Linked DNA regions of Mus musculus: region 2 is linked to region 1. A link is a contact called in public HiCAR-type data. All regions are on one chromosome and are shown on one strand. Each heading gives the region's core, a stretch centred on a gene start, on an enhancer-like site or on the middle of the called end of the contact. The rest is flanking DNA. Distances are from core to core; before and after follow the strand shown. Region 1 holds the start of Gli3 (GLI-Kruppel family member GLI3). Region 2 holds the start of Cdk13 (cyclin-dependent kinase 13).

What was found. HiCAR-type assays count read pairs that join an accessible place to other places.
Region 2: a contact with region 1 is called in a HiCAR-type map of astrocytes, with 5 times the contacts expected there. The contact joins the promoter of Cdk13 here to the promoter of Gli3 in region 1. A contact is called at or near these places in 2 of 39 promoter capture datasets (the 3T3-L1 cell line and frontonasal cranial neural crest) and 1 of 115 datasets of contacts at active chromatin or transcription factors (astrocytes).

The regions. Positions count from the first base shown.
Region 1 is chr13:15,462,199-15,465,355 of GRCm38.p6, reverse strand. Gli3 (GLI-Kruppel family member GLI3) reads right to left here and starts at 1,633. Exons shown (of 15, transcript NM_008130.3): 1 at 1,245-1,633. Gm6556 (a long non-coding RNA gene) reads left to right here and starts at 738. Exons shown (of 1, transcript XR_001780862.2): 1 at 738-3,157.
Region 2 is chr13:17,803,841-17,807,056 of GRCm38.p6, reverse strand. Cdk13 (cyclin-dependent kinase 13) reads left to right here and starts at 1,960. Exons shown (of 14, transcript NM_027118.1): 1 at 1,960-3,216. The coding sequence starts at 2,406.

The DNA.
Region 1 (3,157 bases), core at 384-2,883:
AAGGGGAGTGGGGGGTTAATCACTTGAATGTTCAGCAGAGTGCACGTACTGGGCTGTGAAAAGCTGTAATTGAGGAGGAGAAGGAGAGGAAAAGAAGGGCACGAGGTGTTTTTGGAACTAATAATACCAGCGGGGCTAATGGCACTGCCCCTGTATTTGCACAGCGGCCGGCCCTCCATACCTCGGACTAAAGAGTTCTTTTACTTGAGGACGACAGTCCATCATTTCAAACTGAAGTGGCAGCTGGAAAATGTGGAACAGCTGGCACAGAGCTGGGAGAAAATGTTTTACATAAATATATGTACATATAAACTGGCAGAGGGCCATGAGCACTGTACCCAAGGCCAGAATCTACAACCAAGTTGGGGGAGGAGAAAGGGTAAACGCGGTGCAGGAAACTTCCCTAAGTGGTCTTTACACACACACAGCCAAGAAAGCCTGGGGGGAGGGGGGGTATGGCTTGGTACTCAAAAAGGTGCACTCCGGGACACAGGCACAAAGTTCACAGAAGGATACTAAGTTCATCAAAGGATAATAAGCAAAGGCCGGGCCGAGTGTGAGGGCATGTGGCCATCTGCTGAAAAGTCGCTTCACCAACTATTCAAATGTATGATCAATATTAACTCTGCCACATCCTCGGGGTCCCACTGCAACTCCAGAAAGTTAAGTGTCCCCAGCAGAGTAGAGTGATCCGTACCCAACTCTGCTCTGTGCAAATTCGGCCTCTTGGTTACCGCAAGGGCCACGGCTACTTTTCTTTCTTTCTCTTTTCTTTCTTTCTGCTCTACCTCTGGAAAGGAAGAGACAGAGTTCCAAATCACGCACAGATGGCACAACTTTCACTTTTCCTCTCCCACCGCGGAGGCGCGCCCTCCATCCGCTCACCCCGCACCCCCACCCTCAGAAGTGAAGGCGGGACCCTGGAGAGCGGGGCAGCGGCGGCTCGGCGCATCCCCAGGCGCTGCGCGCAAGCCAAGCTGCGGCTTGCGGGGGCGCGAGGACCAGCCGCAGCTCCGGACTCCCGGAGCTCTGCGCAGCACTTGGCGAGAAGTAGGCACGGACGCCGCCGCTGCAAACTTGGTCCGCGCGCCCTGGGGCAGGAGCTCTGCAGTCCGGAGAGCCGAGACCCGATCCCCGAGAGCGCGGGAAGGCGCGAGCGCACACAAGCCGCTCCGACGCCGCCGGGAAGCTCGACAGGGAGGGCTGCGGGGCCCGCAAAACAAAGAACTTCAGGCGGGACGTACCTGCGGCTTTGGCTGTCAGGTCCCAAATCCACAGACCTGCGCCGGCGGAGCGGCAGGCGGACTCGGGCTACCGTGGATGGCCTGACTGATCCCAGCGTGCGGCCCCGGCGGGCATGGTGTGGCGTGGGCCGGCGACGGGGCGAGCGGGCGAGGAGGGGAGCGGCGGGCGGGCGGACGAGTGTGCGGGCGCCGGCGGTGCGGCCCGGTCCGCTCCCTCCCGCCGCTGCAGCCCGCGCATCAGTTTCAGGGATCCTGTAATCTGATCCCTCTGAGTCACCGGCCCTGAGTGACAGTTCTGATTTGGTTCAACCGCGGGTGGGAGGAGAAAGAGAAAGAAAGGAGCCCCCCGACCGTCAAGTCGACTTTTCAACGACTAAGGGCCCGTCCAGGCCGAGCGCCCCGGTTGCAAAAGTTGAGCTCCGCCGCGCGCGCCCTTCGCGCTCCCCTCCGCGCGCTCCTGCGCTCCTCCTCCTCCCCGCCCTCCTTCCCCAAGTTTTCACAGATGTGGTCAGACTCTGCTCTCCTTCCCGGCTCCTTCTTCCCTCGCGCGCCCCCACCCCCGCCCCGTCCCTCTAATTTCCGCCACTCGGAGGAGCGCTGGGGGGGACGCGCCGAGCCGCGGGACGACGCCGCCGCCGCCGCCGCCGCCGCCGCCGCAGGGGGCGAAGTTGGTTTAAAAACTTGGGAAGACTGCTCGCCTTACTTTGCTTTCCCGCTCCTTTCCAGGCCGCGCCCGGCGGGGTCCCGCTCCGCGCGCGCGGATCCCAGGGCGCTGCGCTGAGGGGCGGCACTGAGGCCGCGCGTCGGGCCGGGCAGGGCTGGCGCGGGCAGCCGGGAGCCACGCGCTCCACCGCCTCCGCCCCTCCCGGGTCCTCACACAGACACATCCAGGCCTGCTCCTCCTCTTCCCCCTCCTTGACCCCGCGCCCGCGCGGCGCGCCAGGCCCCACCCACCCGGCAGGAGGAAGGGGCCCGCGGGTGATGTCACCCGAGCCCTCCAGGCCTGCGCTCCCGCGCAGCCGAGCAGCCGGGGCTCGCGCGCTGCCGGGCGCTTCGCCCATGCCGCCTCTCTTCGCCCCCCCCCCCCCCAACTCCGCTCTCGGGCTGGACTCCCCTTCCTTCTCTAGAGACCTCTCAGATCGCCACTGCCCCACCCCCGCACACCTCCTGGTACTTTTCCCTAGGCCAAGCCTGAAACTTCCTCTCGCGGGATGATGCTTTTGAAAGTTGAAGACTTTCCTCCCCGTTGCGTTAAACTCCGTTTGGGACGTCTCGCCGTACAGCCTACTGTCCCCGTGGGCCACTTTGCAAAGAACACAAAGACCCGAGCTGGGAACCGGGACTTGAGCTGAGAACCCTGACTTGCACGGGGTTCTTTTCCTTAAGATGCAGAGTGCCTGTCCTTGGTTTCTTTTAAAAGACCCATGTTACTTCAACGGGCCAGTGCACTCATCTCTCTCTCCCCATCCAGGTACTCACCCCAACCTGTTACTTGAAAGGGAGGATTTCAAGGGGGTGGAAGAAAGAAGAAAACCCAAGAGACATTCCAGAATACCGGAGTAAGCAGTTGGCCCACCAGGAGTGCCTTGGTGCTCAGGGTGCTCTGTGGCAGCCGTCTTGAAGGCAGAGTGGGTGGATGAATAGCTATAATAATTTGAAGAACATTTTGAAATTCACGTGCTAAACTGGGGAAAATTTTTAACGGAATTGACAGTGTATTCGTTATTTGTTTCTGGTGACTTGTTGCTTATGACAAAGACAAAAGCAGAGAGTGACTTAAGCTTTCAGTGTGGGGCTCCAGACACTTCTTAGCCATTTTTAAGCTTTCTCTCCGCTACAACACTCTGTAAGGCAAAGAGTGAAACATCCTTCACTCATCTCGGAGTGCAGGAATATCAACAGAGGTAGCCCCA
Region 2 (3,216 bases), core at 711-3,210, 2.3 Mb before region 1:
ACATCAAATTTAAAGATAATTTCCATTACTTTGGAGTTTGAATCCTACTAAAAGCATTTCCAAGCAAGTGAGCTTGAGGAAAGATGGCAGAATCTTATTAAGATATTTTCTTAAGTTTTCTACTCGCAGCCTGGAGTAACCACTATACATTCACTATGGACCAAGTGTTTTTTGTACGGACAAGAACAGATGACATTCCTAAGTGCAGTGAGTAGCTTATGCTAGAGGAACTATTATACAAACATCTATTTGCCTCTTCTTTTCTATTCCAGCCTTATTTCTGTTTTTTTCTTGGCAAGATGGGATGGGGGAGAGGGTGTTATTATGTAGAGTTCTGATAGGCCAGAACTCACCATCGTCCTTGACCTGTTTTAACCTCCATTGTATTGGGAATAGACATATGCCATTGCATCAGGCTTTGAAAAGCAGCATAATGGGACAGGTTGATATTTTTCTGAAAAGCTCTCCTCCTTAGTACTCCGAGTTAACAATGATGTCAAGAAGAAATTTGCTTTAGGTAACATACTTCTGAAATTTCGTTTCCCAGTATCTTTGCTTTGCCCCCTTCTGTGTAGAAGGTTCCACTGGGTGTTCCACTCAGGCCTGTCTTTGTCAGAAGTAGCTATTCAAACCTATCTTCTAGCAAGTATCTTTTGTAAACTTCAAAGTCTGAGCTTCCATCAGTTTGTGAGATGATGCTGAGGTCAACTTGATTACTAAGTATTTAAGAACTAAAAGCCAGCTGATGATCTGAATAAATTTGTTAAGGGGTAATTACATGTACCCACTGAGCAATGTTTATCTTCTTTCCAGTATTAATGACCAATAAGCCTTTTAGATTTTAATCTAATTACCCCGAATACCTAGCCTCTAACTGAAGGGCAATCTTAAGGCAAGAGATGAGGGCATTATGTAGCTGACAGCTCATAGCTTTAGTTAGATATAATTACAGGTGAAAGTACAAAGAGGGCAGCTTCCACTACTACAAAATGTTTTTAAGGTTCCTGGGATTTTTAGTAGTCCTCCTTGATATTTTGACTCATCTTTCAGATTTACTTAATGCTTTTGCTTTATAAAGAGATTTACTTATTTCATGTATGTGACACATCAGAAGAGGGATCCCCATTACAGCTGGTTGTGAGCCACCATACTGTTGCTGGGAATTGAACTCAGGACCTCTGGAAGAGCAGTGAGTGTTCTTAACCTCTGAGCCACCTCTCCAGCCCTGTGTAAGGCTTTTTAAAGGTTCCGAAACGTCAGTGTCGCGGAAGCTCGAAGCTATGAACACCAAGTATATTTTTAGGTTACGATGGGTCCTTGAACTTGGGCGTACGTGAGTCTAGTCAAGCTAACGTCACATTCGCCCTCTGTGGGGAGTCTGCTCTCACAGATGTTCCGATCCCGTGGCTGGGGAAAAGGTAGTCGTCAAGGTTCTCCCGGGTCCTGCCGTGACCTTTTCACTGGAGGCGAGCAACAAGCGCCATGAGTGGCGCCGGAGGGAAGGCCTCCAGCGACAGCACAGCGCAGCCCACGCCTCCTCTCCTTTCTTTAACCCTGCTCCTCCGTCCCACCCCTGCCGGAAGTGGAGTGGCTCCTCGCGTCACTTCCGGTGACGGCCAGGGTCCCGGCGGGCGCGAGCACGCAGCACCTCCCCTCGCCCGCGCTCGCTCTCTCCATCGGCGTCCCCGAACGTGACGAGCGTGCGCGCCGCCGACCTAGCGTTGGGTTTAGGGGCAAAAGTCTTGAGGAACGCGGCGAGTGGGTGGTGCGCGGCGAGGGCTCGGCCAGCCAGTCGCGTCGCCGTCCCGCAGGGAGAACGCGGAGGGCAGGGAGGGGCGAGCGGCGCGCGCGGAGCCCGCGTGGAGGGGCGGAGGACAGCGAGCCGCGCCCCCGCTCCGGAAGCTGCGCGCAGTGCCCTCGGGGCGCCAGGCCCAGGCCCGTCCGAGCGCCGCGGGGTGTCGCCGCCGCCGCCACAGGACGACGTGGACGCGCCGCGGCCGGCCGGCGACGGAGGCGTGCTGTGGTCGCGCCCACTGCCCTCCCGCGAGCTCGCCCCCGACGTCAGGACGATGGAGTGAAGCGCGGCCCGCGGTGGCACTTCCGCGTTGCGCCGCCGGAGCCCGAGGCCGCCGCCGCCGCCGCCACCGCCGCCGCCCGGCACGGCCGGCTTTCCGCCGAGGATAGGATCCTCCCGCGCCAGGCCCTGACGCCGCTGCGCACACACCGCGACTGGAACCGGGGACGCGCGTCCCGACCCGGATTATCGTGGCGCGACTCCCGGCCGGCCCTGCTGCTCGCTACCCCTCCGCCGCGGCTGCCGTCCCCCTTCCCGGCGGGGGACATGGCCAGGGTCTGACCCCGGAGGAGGCCGCACCCGCGCCGCACTCTGCGGCGGGCTCTAGGCGATGCCGAGTAGCTCGGACACGGCGCTGGGGGGAGGCGGGGGCCTGAGCTGGGCCGAGAAGAAGTTGGAGGAGCGCCGCAAGCGGAGGCGATTCCTGTCCCCTCAGCAGCCGCCGCTGCTGTTGCCGCTCCTGCAGCCGCAGCTCCTGCAACCGCCGCCGCCCCCGCCGCCTCTGCTCTTCCTGGCTGCCCCCGGCGCGGCCGCCGCCGCAGCCGCCGCCGCCGCGGCCTCCTCCTCTTGCTTCAGCCCGGGCCCTCCTCTGGAGGTCAAGCGGCTGGCGAGAGGCAAGAGGCGCCCCGGAGGGCGGCAGAAGCGGCGCCGCGGGCCCCGCGCCGGGCAGGAGGCGGAGAAGCGCCGGGTCTTCTCGCTGCCCCAGCCGCAGCAGGACGGCGGTGGCGGTGCCAGTAGCGGCGGGGGTGTGACCCCGCTGGTGGAGTACGAGGATGTGAGCTCCCAGTCCGAGCAGGGGCTGCTGCTGGGGGGCGCCAGCGCGGCAACGGCGGCGACGGCTGCCGGGGGAACGGGGGGCAACGGCGGGAGTCCGGCCTCCTCCTCCGGCACGCAGAGGCGCGCGGAGGGGTCGGAGCGCAGGCCGCGCCGGGACCGCCGCAGCAGCAGCGGCCGCAGCAAGGAGCGCCACCGCGAGCACCGGCGGCGGGACGGGACGCGCAGCGGCAGCGAGGCCTCAAAGGCCCGCAGCCGCCACGGACACAGCGGCGAGGAGCGGGCGGAGGCCGCCAAGAGCGGCAGCAGCAGCAGCAGCGGCGGCCGCCGCAAGAGCGCGTCGGCTACGTCCAGCAGCAGTAGCAGCC